3 separate regions of the Sus scrofa genome follow, and regions 2 and 3 are each linked to region 1. A link is a contact called in public targeted proximity ligation data. All regions are on one chromosome and are shown on one strand. The core of a region is the stretch at or near the end of the contact, and the rest is flanking DNA. Distances in the headings are between cores, read along the strand shown. Region 1 holds the start of PDE7A (high affinity cAMP-specific 3',5'-cyclic phosphodiesterase 7A). Region 2 overlaps PDE7A (high affinity cAMP-specific 3',5'-cyclic phosphodiesterase 7A). Region 3 has its middle 37 kb from the start of DNAJC5B.

Region 1 (4,341 bases), core at 1,255-3,754:
TACCAATAGAAGTAGAACCTCTGATTGCTCAGGTCCTTTAGGAATGAAGGACCCCCACAAGTCAAGAAACCATTTTTAGCTAAGATGCTTCCTGACAGCAAAGAGGATATGAAACAGGTAATGGGAGAAAGAAAATAGTCATCGTAATTATGATCAAATCGTCAGTTGAAGATACAAGGACTGTAATAGTTCTGAGCATTTTTTCTAATTTTGATATGGATTTATTTGTGTGTTTATTATTATCTTTTATTCCTCTCTCATTTCTCTAAGATGTGTTAATAGTATGTAAACTTATATCTTAGTGTGTAAGTTATAGGAGTACCAAGGTGTACTCTGACTCATCAAGAAGAGGATGAACATCCCCCAGACTCCATCCTCTTTGAGGGAACGAGAGAGCTGTTTTGGGTTATATGAAAAAGAATTGTGGAAGTTCCCATAGTGGCTCATCCATAACAAACCTGACTAGTATTCATCAGGACAAGGGTTCAATTCCTGGTATTGCTCAGTGGGTTTAGGATCCGGTGTTGCCATGAGCTGTGGTGCAGGTTGAAGATTGAGCTCGGATCCCGAGTTGCTGTGGCTGTTGTGTAGGCTGGCAGCTGCAGCTCTGATTCAACCCCTAGTCTGGGAACTTCCATAAGCCACAGGTACAGCCGTAAAAAGCAAAAAAAAAAAAAAAAAAAAAAGGAAAGAAAGAAAAAGAATTGCACCAGATGGACAGAGGTGTAGATCGCAGATGCATTTCAGATCTGGCGTTGCTGTGGCTGTGCCATCAGCTAGAGCTCCGATTAGACCCCTAGCCTGGGAACCTCCATATGCCGCAGGTGCGGCCCTAAAAAGACAAAAAAAAGAAAGAAAGAAAGAAAGAAAGAAAGAAAGAAAAGAAAAAGAAAATTAAATACAATGCAAAGAGTGTGTATGGATATAAAATATCAAGTTGACAAGAGTTGGACTGGGATGGTTTTGTACCATCAAGAGAGCCAAATTGGAACTACATTTCCCATAAGTCTCTTTCTTTTAAGGTGTAAGTTCTGGTTGACTACAATAGAAATTTACAAAAGAAATGAAAAGTGTAAGTGAAGCATCCGGTCTTTACACCTGAAAAGACCCTGAAGGGTCCCAGGCACCAAGGTGATTTTGCGCATGTGATCCAACTCACCTCATTGGCAAGAGGCCAGAGCTAGGCCTGCAGCTCCTCCAGCCTGTCTTCATCCTGGGTGAGGTGCATGTGCGACAAATCAAGCTCTGCACCCCCCTCCCCACCCGGCCCAGTATATCGTATGGTTCTGCTTTTCTTTTTCTTTCTTTTTTTCTTTTCTGGGGATGTGCCTGCAGTACATGGATGTTCCCAGGCTAGGGGTCCAATCAGAGCTTCAGCTGCCGGCCTACACCGAAGCCAAAGTAACGTGGTATCTGAGCTGAGTCTGTGACCTACACGACAGCTCAGGGCAACTCTAGATCCTTAACCCACTGAGCAAGGCCAGAGATTGAACCTGCATCCTCATGGTTCTTAGTTGGGTCCACTATAGCTGAGCCACAGTGGGAACTCCAGTTCTGCTTTTCTGAAGAATGCTAATATACTTTCCAATACGATAAAGTATACTGTGAAGAGTTGAAGTTCTGGTCTTGAGAAACCACATGGTTTGGTGAAAATGCATGGCTCTGAGGTCATACAGAACAGAGATTGGTGGCACAAACAATTTAGGGTCTTGAAACCTGACTCCCCATCTGTAGAATTGCGATCAAGTTTTTACTTACGTAGGAGTTCCCATAGTGGCTGTTGTGTAGGGTTAAGTTGAAGATTGTATGTAGAATACCCATAGTGTTTCACAGTGAATACATAGTACATATTAGCTCACCTCTCTGTTGGAGGGAGATGCATTGGTTAGTGCCCTGAGTCCTATTGAATGACTTAATGGAACAGAGTCACTTCAGCATATATTGTCTAGTATCACACCAATACTACCTTCTGGGTGTTTAGATGACACAAAACTCAACATTATTTGAGGTAAGTTTTGCCATTTATCTGTGGGAGATTTAAGGCAAGTTCTGACTCCGAGCCCAGCTTCAATTTAGAAACTATTACTCTACGGGGTTTTTGTCAGAAGTAAATAAGAGAAAATACAGAGGATGCTCCATACATCTACTGGATGTTGTGGGAGTAATTGGGGTTTCAAAGATGAGTTGGGTAAGTTGGTGTGAGACAGGCTGGAACTGCGGACCTGGGACCCTTTGCTGCAGTGCTTACACCTGAACAAATGCTGCAGTTGGGGCAAATTATGAATAACAAGATACAAAAAGACCCAAACTCAGCTGAGATATTGAGAGCAAAAGCAGGGTATCGCACATGATCCCTGCATCCAGCAGGAGGATCTGCCCCTACCCTGACCCCATTTAAGGGACCAACTCCCCACACACCCACCCACTCCCAGGAGCCAGCAAAGGAACTGGCTTGTTTTCACTCTCTCCTGCTGCAGCGAATAAAGCCTGGCCTCTTATCAATTTCTATTGATTAAAGAGTCCAAGAACCTGGGTGGTTAACAGGGTGCTAAAGGGGAGCTTACTATCAAGTGAAGAAAAAAATCCATGAAACCACAATGGAAGTTATATTCTTTTAATAGTAGAGAGCAGGGTTCCAGTCATGGCTCAGTGGACTGGTATCCGTAAGGTTGCAGGTTCAATCCCTGGCCTCCCTCAGTGGGTTAAGGATCCAGCATTAAGGATTAAGGATCCTGCGTTGCTGTGAGCTGTGTTATAGGCTGCAGACGTGGTTGGGTCTTGCATTGCTGTGGTGTAGGCCAGGAGCTGCAGCTCCAATTTGGCCCTTGCCTGGGAACCTCCATATGCCACGGGTGAGGCCCTAAAAAGCGCCCCCCCCCAAAAAAAATAGTAGCGAGCAGAAAAGTAGAAAATTACCATGAGGAGGTAGAAAGTTTTAAATGCTATAAAAGAAACAGATGCCATGGAAAGATGATAAAAGGTCTTGCAGACTTCTGTTGATTTATGGGATCATGAGCATATGATACCTGATCTCACAGGCACGGGCTAGGCAATACTTCCAAAGACCTGCCACCTTGCCAGTGGCTGGTCATAGCACATAACTGGAAGAGTGGGTGCTTTGAGAGAGGAGCCAAGTCAACAATTTTGCCGGCAGGGGAGTGCTTGTTCAGGCTGACATCCCAGAAGCTGGAATGCATTTGAAACAAAAGCTTGCAGCTGAAAATCTTTGACAGTTTTGGGGAAAATGTGACAAAATAAACCTACAAATTACATATCCAGTTTACAAACTAGGTCGAAAAGTTCTTTTATTTTCTCCCACCTTCTCAAAATCAAAGCCAAGAAACAAAAACACTTTTGGTAAAAGGGTATGCAGTCTCCTTTCCCCTTTGTCTTCTCATGTTCATCCTTTCTCATTTTTTCCAGTGCGTACTCTCACTTCTTTCTCAGTCTCGGTGTTTTCCCACCAACCCCCTCCCCGCCCCCTCCTCACGCCCGCATTCTCTGCTCGGCTCTTAGCCCCTCAGCCCGGGACAGCCCGGGCCCCCCGCACCTGCTAGCGGGGAGCCCGAGCCAGTCCCCGCCGAGAGACTGGCAGTGACGTAGCGGGGAGGACGGTGCCCGCGCGGCCCGCTGACGTCACTGCCGCAGCGGTCCCCAGCGAAGCCCAAGAATGGGAATTCAAGGAGGGAAACGCGGCGGTGACCCCAGGGTCAGGGCTGAGCGCTCCGAGTGGGCCGCGTGCTTTGGGTCTCTGGAGTCAAAAGGCCAGAATCGCGCCTCCTGCGTAGGCTGATCCCACCCACCCTACACCCTCAGTGCGCCCCAACGCCAGAGTTTAGCGATAAGGGGAATGTCCCTAAACGGTGGGGCCTCATGCGCAAGCGCCTAGGCTGGGGAGCAGATAAGGGAAAGAGATGGAGGGGGCTGCAGGATGAGGATTGGTGGGGGAGGAGAGCAGCGTGCGGCGGGAGGGGACAGCGACAGAGCCTTACGGTGCGACACAAGAGGAAGACGGCTCACTCCCTCGGCCGCTAGCCCGGCTCCCCGGGCGCTGCGGCGGCGCGGGGCCTGCGGCGCGGCGTCGTGACGTCACGGTGGCGGCGGCCGTGGTTGGCGCTGGGTCCGCGGCTGCAAAGTGTGAATTACGCCTGGCTCGCGCCGCCGGCGGAGAGAAGTCAGGCTCCGGGGGAGGGGAGGGGCAGGTCCGCGGCGGCGGCCGGAGCTAGTGGCTGCACCCGAGCCCTGCGCTCGCTGGGTCTCGCCGCTGGCTCAGCGGTCTTTCTTTGCACCGCTTTGCTGCGTCGGTGCTCTGCTCCTGCTCCACTGCCCCCGGACCCTCTC
Region 2 (4,494 bases), core at 1,890-4,389, 98 kb after region 1:
GCTGGTTAGAGACAACCCCAGCACAGGAAGTCTCATGACTCTCAGCCAAATGCTATTTCATATTCTCTTTTATCAGTGAGATATTTTGAGGATTTAGATTTTAAAAAAATTAAATCTGGTGATTGTGAGTTTTATCTCCTTTATGTAGTTTACAAGAAATATGTTAAAGAAGGTGGGGATTAGCTAAGCTTGTTTTTTGACCAAATGAACATCATTAATAATCTTAGGTTTCTGATGTGTGTGAAAGTATTCTTTGACTGAGCATTTACAACCAGATGCTGTAAGTTTGTGTAGGTAGGGCCAGGGCCACTCTGCAATCACACTAAAGTGAGAAAATGTGCTTCTCTGTTTACAGAAAACAAAGCAGTGGGAAAATGCTCATGCTTTCTTTAAATTTTAAAAAGTTACAATTTCTGCTTTTTAGAATGAGAATGTTGTCCTGTGTATGATTGGTTATTAGTGTCATCATAATCTGTACTAGTAAGATCTTAGTATTGTTTAGTCATAAATGTATACAACTGTGAACTTTTAAATATAAAATAATTTTTTTTCTTGAAAATAAAGCCCACAAAAATTTCAGGTTACAAATATATGATATAAAAATAGCCATTTGAGTCTTAAGGTCATTGTGAGATTTACTTGCTTGGCTGAAATACACATCCACCTAAAAATTAATGTCACAAATGCAATTAACCATTTTATAAGGATATTTAAAGAGTATAAATAAATACCCATAAATTGGGAATGTGTTTTAAGAAAACGAATCACAAATAATGTAAGCATGGTATAGTATAGATGTCGATGTCCAGGTTCCAGAATCAGACCTGACTTAAGATCCCAGCTCTGCTACTTTCTCGCTGAGCAAGTGAGTTGCTTTTTGCCTCTTTCCCCATCTATGAATGAGGACTGAAAACAATGCTTACGTGATAGGGAGGGTATCAGTAGTAAGAGAGAGTAAAAAGCGCTTTGAGCAGTACCCAGAACATCGTAAGTCTTCAGCTGCTGTAACTTTCGATTTTCAAAGTCTCGACCATGCAGTGTATGAACCACACTTCTGTGATGTTAAGTTAGAGCTCATGACAGTTCATGAGAGTATAGGAATAAGTTGAAAGAAACGCTTAGCTCACTTTACCTATACATGTATTAATTGAAAAACAAAATAATCATTGGCTTTTCAGAAGCAGTTTATCCGTTTAGACATATTTTGGAGCCATTTGGAAAGATCATGATTAAAAGGGTGATAATTTGCATTTCTTGAAGTAAATCAACCGCTTTCCATTTTCATTAACTTCCCTTGGACTGTCTAGAAAAGACAAGAGAATGTTACTAAAATTAAATTACAGGAGGAATGTTTGGTTTTCATTTCAGTGTATGCTGGAAAAAGTTGGAAATTGGAATTTTGATATCTTTCTATTTGATAGACTAACAAATGGTAAGTGAAGAATTTGACTTCCTCTCATGCATTCCCTCAATTGCTGCCTTGATGGTACAGCTGCTCCTAGGTTGCTGCTTTCCGTTACTTAGGTTAGGAGCCCTCTGCTGGCAGAGGGAGCATCATTTTGTTAACTGCATTTTTTGATTATTAGTCTCAGCAGTAATCAAACTTACTATCACCATCCCTTGGCTGTTCCTAATTAGTGCTCCTGTTATTAATAAACCCAAAGTGAACATTACGATCGCATTGTTCCTGATTTTTCCTTTTTTGGTTTCTTTTGGACTGTAGCCACTTAGAGTGGCATCCTCTGATCATGTATTCCAGTTTGGATAGCCCAGATACGTTGTGGAGGAATGAAGTTTTGCGAGATGGTCTTTCTTCTAGCTCTGTGGTTCCCAGGCTTTTCTTTCTCTGCACACTCAAGAGAGAGAGATGGTGCGTTATAATCAGCAACAGTGGTTACTTCTGGCTCTGCTTCTCCATGGTGGTGTGGGCAAGAGCTTGTGGCTTCTTTAGGGGGTGGATCAGACTCTATACAAAGTGTGAGCAGTTTGAAAACAGGTGACTCTGAACTGTTTCCCTCTCTGAGTTTTGTTTTGCTTTTCAGGAAGTATTTTTCTCTCTGGGAACAGGAATGGATTTCCCTTTGGGAATTATTTTTTATTTAGGGTAAAGTTTTAGGCGTAAAATGTTGGTGATACTTTAGTCCAACTAGATGTTGCCCCTTTTGCCTTGATACCTTTTAAATAAAGAAAGCAGAGTGGAAGTTCACTGAGAGGAAGTCAGTTCTGATTGCTGAGAATGAAATATATGTGTGATTCACTGTTCTACTTTGAAATCACCTGTTTTTTCTTATTTTACTTTGAAATAAAGCTCCCTTTATAAGGAAGCCAGGTAGGGGAAATGGACAAGCAAATTCAACATTTTTCATTTTTCTTTTTTTTTTTTTTTTTTTGTCTTTTCTAGGGCCACACCACCAGCGGCATATGGAGGTTCCCAGGCTAGGGGTCGAATTGGAGCTGTCGCCACCGGCCTACACCACAGCCACAGCAACATGGGATCTGAGCCGCATCTGTGACCTACACCATAGCTCACTGCAATGCCGGATCCTTAACCCACTGAGCGAGGCCAGGGATTGAACCTGCAACTTCATGGTTCCTGGTTGGGTTCGTTAACCACTGTGCCACGACGGGAACTCCTCAACATTTTTCATCTTGGGGATCAGTGTGGGTCTAGCTTTTTAGCCTCACTGCCTTATTCCCTTTGAGCTGTGTGGCCAGGCCTAGTGAGAACACCTTTCTGATCACCTCTTTGCCTGTGTGCTGCTGACCGATAACAAACTGGACTGACTCGGGCACAGGTGGAAAGACAGTGAAGTCCACCTCCTCAGCAGGGCCTCCCTCCCTCCTGCTGCCCTGCCTTTTCGTGTTTCCTCTTTTCTCTTCCTTACCACCACCCCCCACTCTCCTTTGGCCTCTGGTGACTCTGTCTGCCCCCGCTTCCACTCTGGCCTGTCCCCACAGAAAGGGCTCTGGTATCATTTACACAGCTGTCCTGTCCTACAGCCTCCCCCTTTTGAAAATATAGGTGCCTCAGCTTCTTTTTAGATCTGGGAAACTCCCTTTTCCTAATGCAATACAAATATTGCTTTAGTCATTATCTCAAGATAAATATAGATAAGAGTGCCGCCCTTAACACCTTCAAGGTCTAGTTAGCCTCATGTAAACACCAACAGCTCATGGCCTATTCTTAGTTGCTTGGGACACTTGTCACTCACTGAAATAGTTGATTGTTCTTCTCTAGATTTTATTTTTAAAAAGAATGTATCCTGCTAGTTGGGGGTGTGGCAATGAAAGTGGAGCAAGGGTGACAGTGTAGGATGGGCAGGAGTCATAGCAATGGTCTGCGTTAATTTAGCTCTTTTCTTTCCTTGACTCACTTTGAGAAACAAATGGGCAGAAGAAAATTCCTTAAATTTTCATTATTGAATTTGAATTGCTTTTATTCAAAGCTGCTTAGCCTGAAATGAATTCTGGATGATATCTGTACATAGTATCCAAGTTTGTAATTTTCCCTTCTTGCTTGTTGATCCCATGTGTTCTTTATGTTTTATTCTGGTGATTTTCCCAAATGCCATTGTGGAGAGGACAGGGAAGAAGCAAAGTTCGATGATTCCCACCAAGACAATGGCTCCCAGCTGGCCCCCTGCAAGGACTTCTCTCTGGCCAGACACATTTGATCTTCCTTTTGCAGGAATGAGTTGTTACATGAGATAGCAAGATATAGCTCGTCCCCACTGAGAGCTCCCTGGCTGTGAGGACCCTCGTTGCCAGGCAGGTGTTATGGCCATAGCCTAATCCTGCCAGCTCCCATCTAGAATCACATCCTAAAAACTGTCAAGGGCCATAACACCTTGGACAGCTCTGTCCTTTGACATACCTCTACATAGGATCGCTTTTCTAGAAGTACAGTTTTCTTTTCCAAGAAGGTATTTGTTTCCATTTTCATGTAAAATAAGTTATTCTGTGCCCATTTCTTGTTTAGTGAACCAACTGAGCATCCCTTGCTTTGAAATGTTCTGTTGACTTGTGTTCTTATTCACTGGTATTAAGCCAGTTGGTATCTTAGGAACTGAAAATGAGAAAAAATGTTGCATATGCAGACTTTGATTTTGCTGTGGGTGGTACACTTGATGGATTGGTTCTGTCAGATTCCTTTAAGGTCCTTGGTGGAAGACATTAACATTTCTTTGATAATTTATTTCATTAGGCTTGGGAAAAAATGGGGGGAGAGCCCTGTGTTACCTAAATAGAATGAATATTCTTTTCTTTTTAATTGAGGTACAGTTGACTTAGAACATTGTATTAGCTTCTGGTATACAATGTTACTATGATTTGCTATTTGTATATACCACAAAAATAATCACCACAGTGAGTCTACTTAACATCTGTCACCATATGTAGTTACAAATTTTTTTTTACTGTGATGAGAATTTTCAAGACTTACTCTCTTAGCAACATTCAGATGTGCAGTATGGAAAAGTGTTTATTCAGATCATT
Region 3 (5,057 bases), core at 1,304-3,803, 99 kb before region 1:
AAAGGAGCTGAAGCAGTCTGGCTTGGCCAACGGGACTCAAGGTTTGGCATGGAAAGTTTTCAGGCATTTTTCTCAGGGCCAAAGGACAAGATCTCAGGTTTTCTGTTGTCCTCTGGCCACAGGTTGAAAAGGTGAAGACAGAGGTCTGGTTATAGTGTTCACCAGAGCTTTGCATTAATGCATGTTTGTGGAGTTGAATTGCCCAGTTTCTAACTGATGACCTGAAGTGATCCCATGTGCTCTCTGGCACTGGTGTCTTCCAGACCCCTGTGGGTCTCCTGAGCAGCCAGTGTCACAGTTACTACTCGCATCTATACCCTCTTTCCCAGTTGTCTCTGGGGCCCCATGCCCATGACTGACAAGGACTCTCATTATAGAAAGTGCCAGAGCACAAACAATGGCATTTTCAATAAATCTCTGATAGCAATCACACTTTTTACATGTCTGTTTTTTTTTTCTGAAAAAAAAATATAGAAAACTTAACCTTTAATTTTAATTCACATGTAAATAATCAAGATTGTTGTTATTGTTTGTTCTTTGAGATCATTTTTCATTGGCAGTTGTGCCATATTTACGCTTTTTTTTTTTTTTTTTTTTGGTCTTTTTTTTGGTGCTGCACCCGTGGCATGTGGAGGTTCCCAGGCTAGGGGTCCAGTCGGAGCCACAGCAACATGGGACCCAAGCTGCGTCTGTGAACTATGCCACAGTTCATGGCAACACCAGATCCTTAACCCACTGAGTAAGGCCAGGGATTGAACCCACAACCTCGTGGTTCCTAGTCAGATTCGTTAACCACTGAGCCATGATGGGAACTCCCATATTTATGCTTTTAAAACAGGCATACTTACACTTTCTTCCCCATACATGGATACATACATCTTACATCTTTTATATAGACAGTACATCATGTAACTCTGTATATGATTATATCTGGTATACATTCATAACCATCCTTACCTATGAAGTGAAAGCAGTGTTCAAAATAGAAACCAAAGTAGACTGTGAATGCTGGGCTCTGGGCTTTATATAACACAAAGTAAAAGAAATATGGTAGCTGGCTTTCATAAAATTAGTTTAGATACTCAAGTCCTACTTTTCTTGGTTGCCTTAGCAACCCTGTGTACAAATAAACTCCGAAATGATGAAAACCCTGGAAAGAAGGTCAGATATTCAAAACTATACTATTATAAGGATAACTGCATTTCCCTTTTATAGCTCCTTCAAATACTTTTTTGAAAAATATTTTAATTTTCTGGGTTGTTTTTCTTGTTAATAACTTTTAAGAAAAAACATTCCTACTCCTTGCAGAAAATTTGATAAACCCATTTATTTCCTCTACCTCTGAATATCGAATCTTCTCAACCTGAAGGTGAATGACTGATGCATGGAGATCACCATTTGCTCAGCTCAGGCTTCAGACAGCATCAACTCTGGAGCAACAGGCGTGATCAAACCAAAATAGGCCTTGCAAAGAAAGCATTCTGAAATGTCTGTCTGGATTTTGTCAGTTCCGGCACAGCAACTTCACTGTGTTGGTTAGTTCCTGTCTACTCAGATTAGTTATCTGTCTGTAACAATTTATAGAAAGGATCTTTAACTCAGGGACCTGACAAGGGAGTAACAGCACCCTTTAGAAAGAGAACGGCACCTAAAATTTACTAAACAAGTAACTTGGATATAAACATTCAGGTGATTCTGAATACCCTTTTTTTTTAACTCAGAAATTGGTGACAACACTTGGTGTGGTTGTAGGAATCGTCTCAGCTGTTATACAGCCTGGATTCTTTTTTCCCAGGATTTGGGAAATAATTCTGGATATTTTATCCGACTTGTCATGGAACACCCACTTCTTATTCCGGGGGCTATTATTACTAATCTCAAAAAGTGCTCAGGCTTCACTTGTAGCAAGTACAGACTGTATATAGAATAATTAGCCTCTCTCCACTCTGTAACTGTCCTCTAGGAAACACCATCACACTTCCTGTGCATATGTATCTCCTGGGAAGCAGCCGCACCATTATTCTTAACGTCCCATATCTTGTGGGCTATGTTTAATCTGCCTGTTACATGTTTCCATTGCACATCTTGCTACCTCTACCTCCAGTTCAACATCTAAACTTGAACTTTTTTTTTTTTCTTTTTTTTTTTTTGGCATTTTGGCTTTTCGGCTTTTCTAGGGCTGCTTCCGTGGTATATGGAGGTTCCCAGGCCAGAGGGTCCAATCGGAGCTGTAGCCACCGGCCTACGCCAGAGCCACAGCAACGTGGGATCCAAGCAGCATCTGCAACCTACACCACAGCTCACGGCAACGCCAGATCCTTAACCCACTGAGTAAGGCCAGGGACTGAACCCGCAACCTCATGGTTCCTAGTCGGATTCGTTAACCACTGAGCCACAACGGGAACTCCCAAACTTGAACTTCTTAATCAACTTCTTCCTAAAACCAGGTCCCTTCTTGATTTCCTATTTCTATTATGTTTTCCCAGTTATGCAGGCTTAAAGCTGTAAAATCATCTTTGATGCTTCCTCTTCTTAGTGCCCTGCTGGTCAACAAGCCCTGGCCATTCATACTTTATAATCTTTTCTGTAGTTGCTTTAATCATATCACTCTTCCACTCACAAATTTCCAATGGGTCCCCATTACTAAAGGGATAAATTCCAAACTCCTTGATTTGGGGGGTAAAGTCCTGATGCCAAGCTATCTTCCTAATCTCATCTTTTAATTCTCGGCTACCTTCAGCCCCAATGAGACGTCGTCTCCTTGTCCTTCCTCCACCATACCCTGCACATCCCACCCCTGCCTATGCCCAAGCCATTTCTGTCACTTGTTGACTAACCCAGTTGTCGTTCCTTTTTTTCTCTTGTCATCTACTGTAAAAGCTGGAAATACTAAATATCCTCTTTCTCAATCTCCCTTGCAGCTTGGGTCAGTTATGTGTCACAGTGGAGACTTTGAATGTCATCACATTTGTTGTACTGATGCTCTGTTTTACTCTAGAAAAATTATAGTGATTAGTGTAGAAATGTGGATTCAATAAAATCTCATGATGGGGGCTTAGAGCCAAAAGAGTAATAGTGCCACAGTTTCTAGTTCACCCCACTAAATTAAAGATTTTCATCTAAGAAACATAGCACCTATTCTTGAGAAGTTAAATTTTTCCTTATTTGATTATTGAAAATGTTTGGATTTTTTTCCCCTTCCTTACCTCTTTCTCCCCACCACCTCCTTCCTTCTTTAGTTTGATGGAAAAAAAAGGAGGAGGGGGGTGGGGTTGCTTGCTGATATCCTGGAAGTGACAGAAAGGTTTAAATCCTCTCCTTTATCTCTTTTGATAAAAGAAATTGTGGCTTTATTTAACAAATAGAAGCTGCATTTTATTTGATTGATTCCTATGGCCTGGCACAGATGTGCTGTTACTAGTCATCATAAAACTCAAAGACTTCTTGTTTACCTGAATTTCACACATCCCTTCACAAGGATGTTAAGTGTTTTTGTTTTGGGTGTTTTTTTGTGGTTGTTTTTTTAATGATTTTTATTTGTTCCATCATAGCTGGTTTACAGTGTTCTGTCAATTTCTGCTGTACAGCAAGGTGACCCAGTTACACATGCATATATACATTCTTTTTTGCTTTTTAGACGTGCTTAGGGGCTACCAAGTCAAATTGACCAGCCCATACAAACTGTTGAACTTTGGTCCACAAAGTAGTAACTCTAGAAACTGAAAGGGTCATTTAGAAAGGCTATGTACAGTTAAAGACACCTGTGGTTAACACCAAAAAAGAAAGAAGCCCATCACCCCTCAATCCACTCAATGAACAGTTTTACTTCTGTATCTTAACTGTAAAGTGTAAACCAATGTTGAAGTAAAATGTCTGAACAAAAAGAGTTATAATGTAGCAGCAGATGCAGGGGTCAGATCAAGTGCTCCCTTTGGATGAGCAAATGATGCTTGATGCCTTTGCACATTTGACTGATTTGGTTTCATAATCGATGCTTTACTAAATGTTCTTATAAAAATATCATTCCCTAAAGAACTTAACCCTGGCATTTACGAGACACTGTCAGTTTCTAAAAGGAAACATAGTTACAGTTGCTTTACAACCCTCATCACCATGGGGTTAAGTAGAGTTCCGAGCTGGTGTTTTAGACACATGCTCTTAAAAGCCAGTCTCCAATCCTAAATATATCCCAATGTGGATAAGAAGAGTAACCATATCTACAACCAACAAATGAAGAACTCTAAGCAAAAAGGAGGAATGAGAGGAAGGAGAAAGTAACTAGGGGAATGAAATGGGAGGGAGAGCACAAAACAGGGTTCAAATCCCCATTCCTTCCCAGCTCCCAGGGTTCTTCCAACAATTTGAAAGTGTGCAGACCTAGAGTATCTGGGAGTATCTGTGTATTCACAGATAAAGAAGTCTGATGGAAAGCTGGCCTTGATAAATATCTAAATAGCTCTCTGGCAGTGACACAAAACCAGGGGACGGAGAACTTCCTTCCTGCAGGTGGGAGCTGGGATGTTCTGATGGAGACAGTGTGGGATTTGAGCAGGGTTTGAATAATGAGTAGGATTATGACAGATGGAGACACACCCCAGCCCATAATTTGCATGGGAGACATGATGACTGAGTAGGATATGCCAGACTCAGATTGTACACCAAGCTGAGAATTTCACCCTTTGTGTCCATCTCAAAGGTAGTCTGTAGGGTATCAGCCATAAGCAGGAAGGAGAATGATTTACACAGCTTCTGGGTAAAGCCCACCTCTGCCCTTTATCCCCAGGTCTCAGCCTGAGCCCTGTTGTGGCAGATAGCCCAGGATGCCCCTCCCCCTCCTCCATTTCTCCATCCTCTCCCCTGCTTCCAGGTCCTTCCTGCAGTGGACACCTATTCTCTCTTTCTGGCTAGGATGCTTCCCTTTTTCCAGGCTTGGCACCCTTTCTTGGGAACTCTTCCTCCCTCCAACCTAAGCACATGGGTCTAATGGGGCTGGCTAGTCACAGCCCCTGCAGCCCTGGAAACAGCTGCTTTGCAGGTGTGAGGCTTGAACCAGTCCT

Evidence for each region.
Region 2: a targeted proximity ligation map of skeletal muscle shows a contact between it and region 1, with 3 times the contacts expected there. A contact is called at or near these places in 7 of 47 Hi-C or Micro-C datasets (embryonic fibroblasts, fetal heart ventricle, heart right ventricle and 3 more) and 1 of 2 datasets of targeted methods (skeletal muscle).
Region 3: a contact with region 1 is called in a targeted proximity ligation map of alveolar macrophages. A contact is called at or near these places in 1 of 5 promoter capture datasets (liver), 5 of 47 Hi-C or Micro-C datasets (alveolar macrophages, blood, liver and 1 more) and 1 of 2 datasets of targeted methods (alveolar macrophages).

The regions. Positions count from the first base shown.
Region 1 is chr4:68,775,406-68,779,746 of Sscrofa11.1, forward strand. It overlaps PDE7A (high affinity cAMP-specific 3',5'-cyclic phosphodiesterase 7A), which reads left to right and starts at 2,505. Exons shown (of 13, transcript XM_021089289.1): 1 at 2,505-4,341.
Region 2 is chr4:68,872,537-68,877,030 of Sscrofa11.1, forward strand. It overlaps PDE7A (high affinity cAMP-specific 3',5'-cyclic phosphodiesterase 7A), which reads left to right. Exons shown (of 13, transcript XM_021089289.1): 5 at 1,369-1,432. Among named protein-coding and RNA genes, the nearest start is that of MTFR1, 95 kb to the right of the region's middle.
Region 3 is chr4:68,675,863-68,680,919 of Sscrofa11.1, forward strand. No RefSeq gene overlaps it. Among named protein-coding and RNA genes, the nearest start is that of DNAJC5B, 37 kb to the left of the region's middle.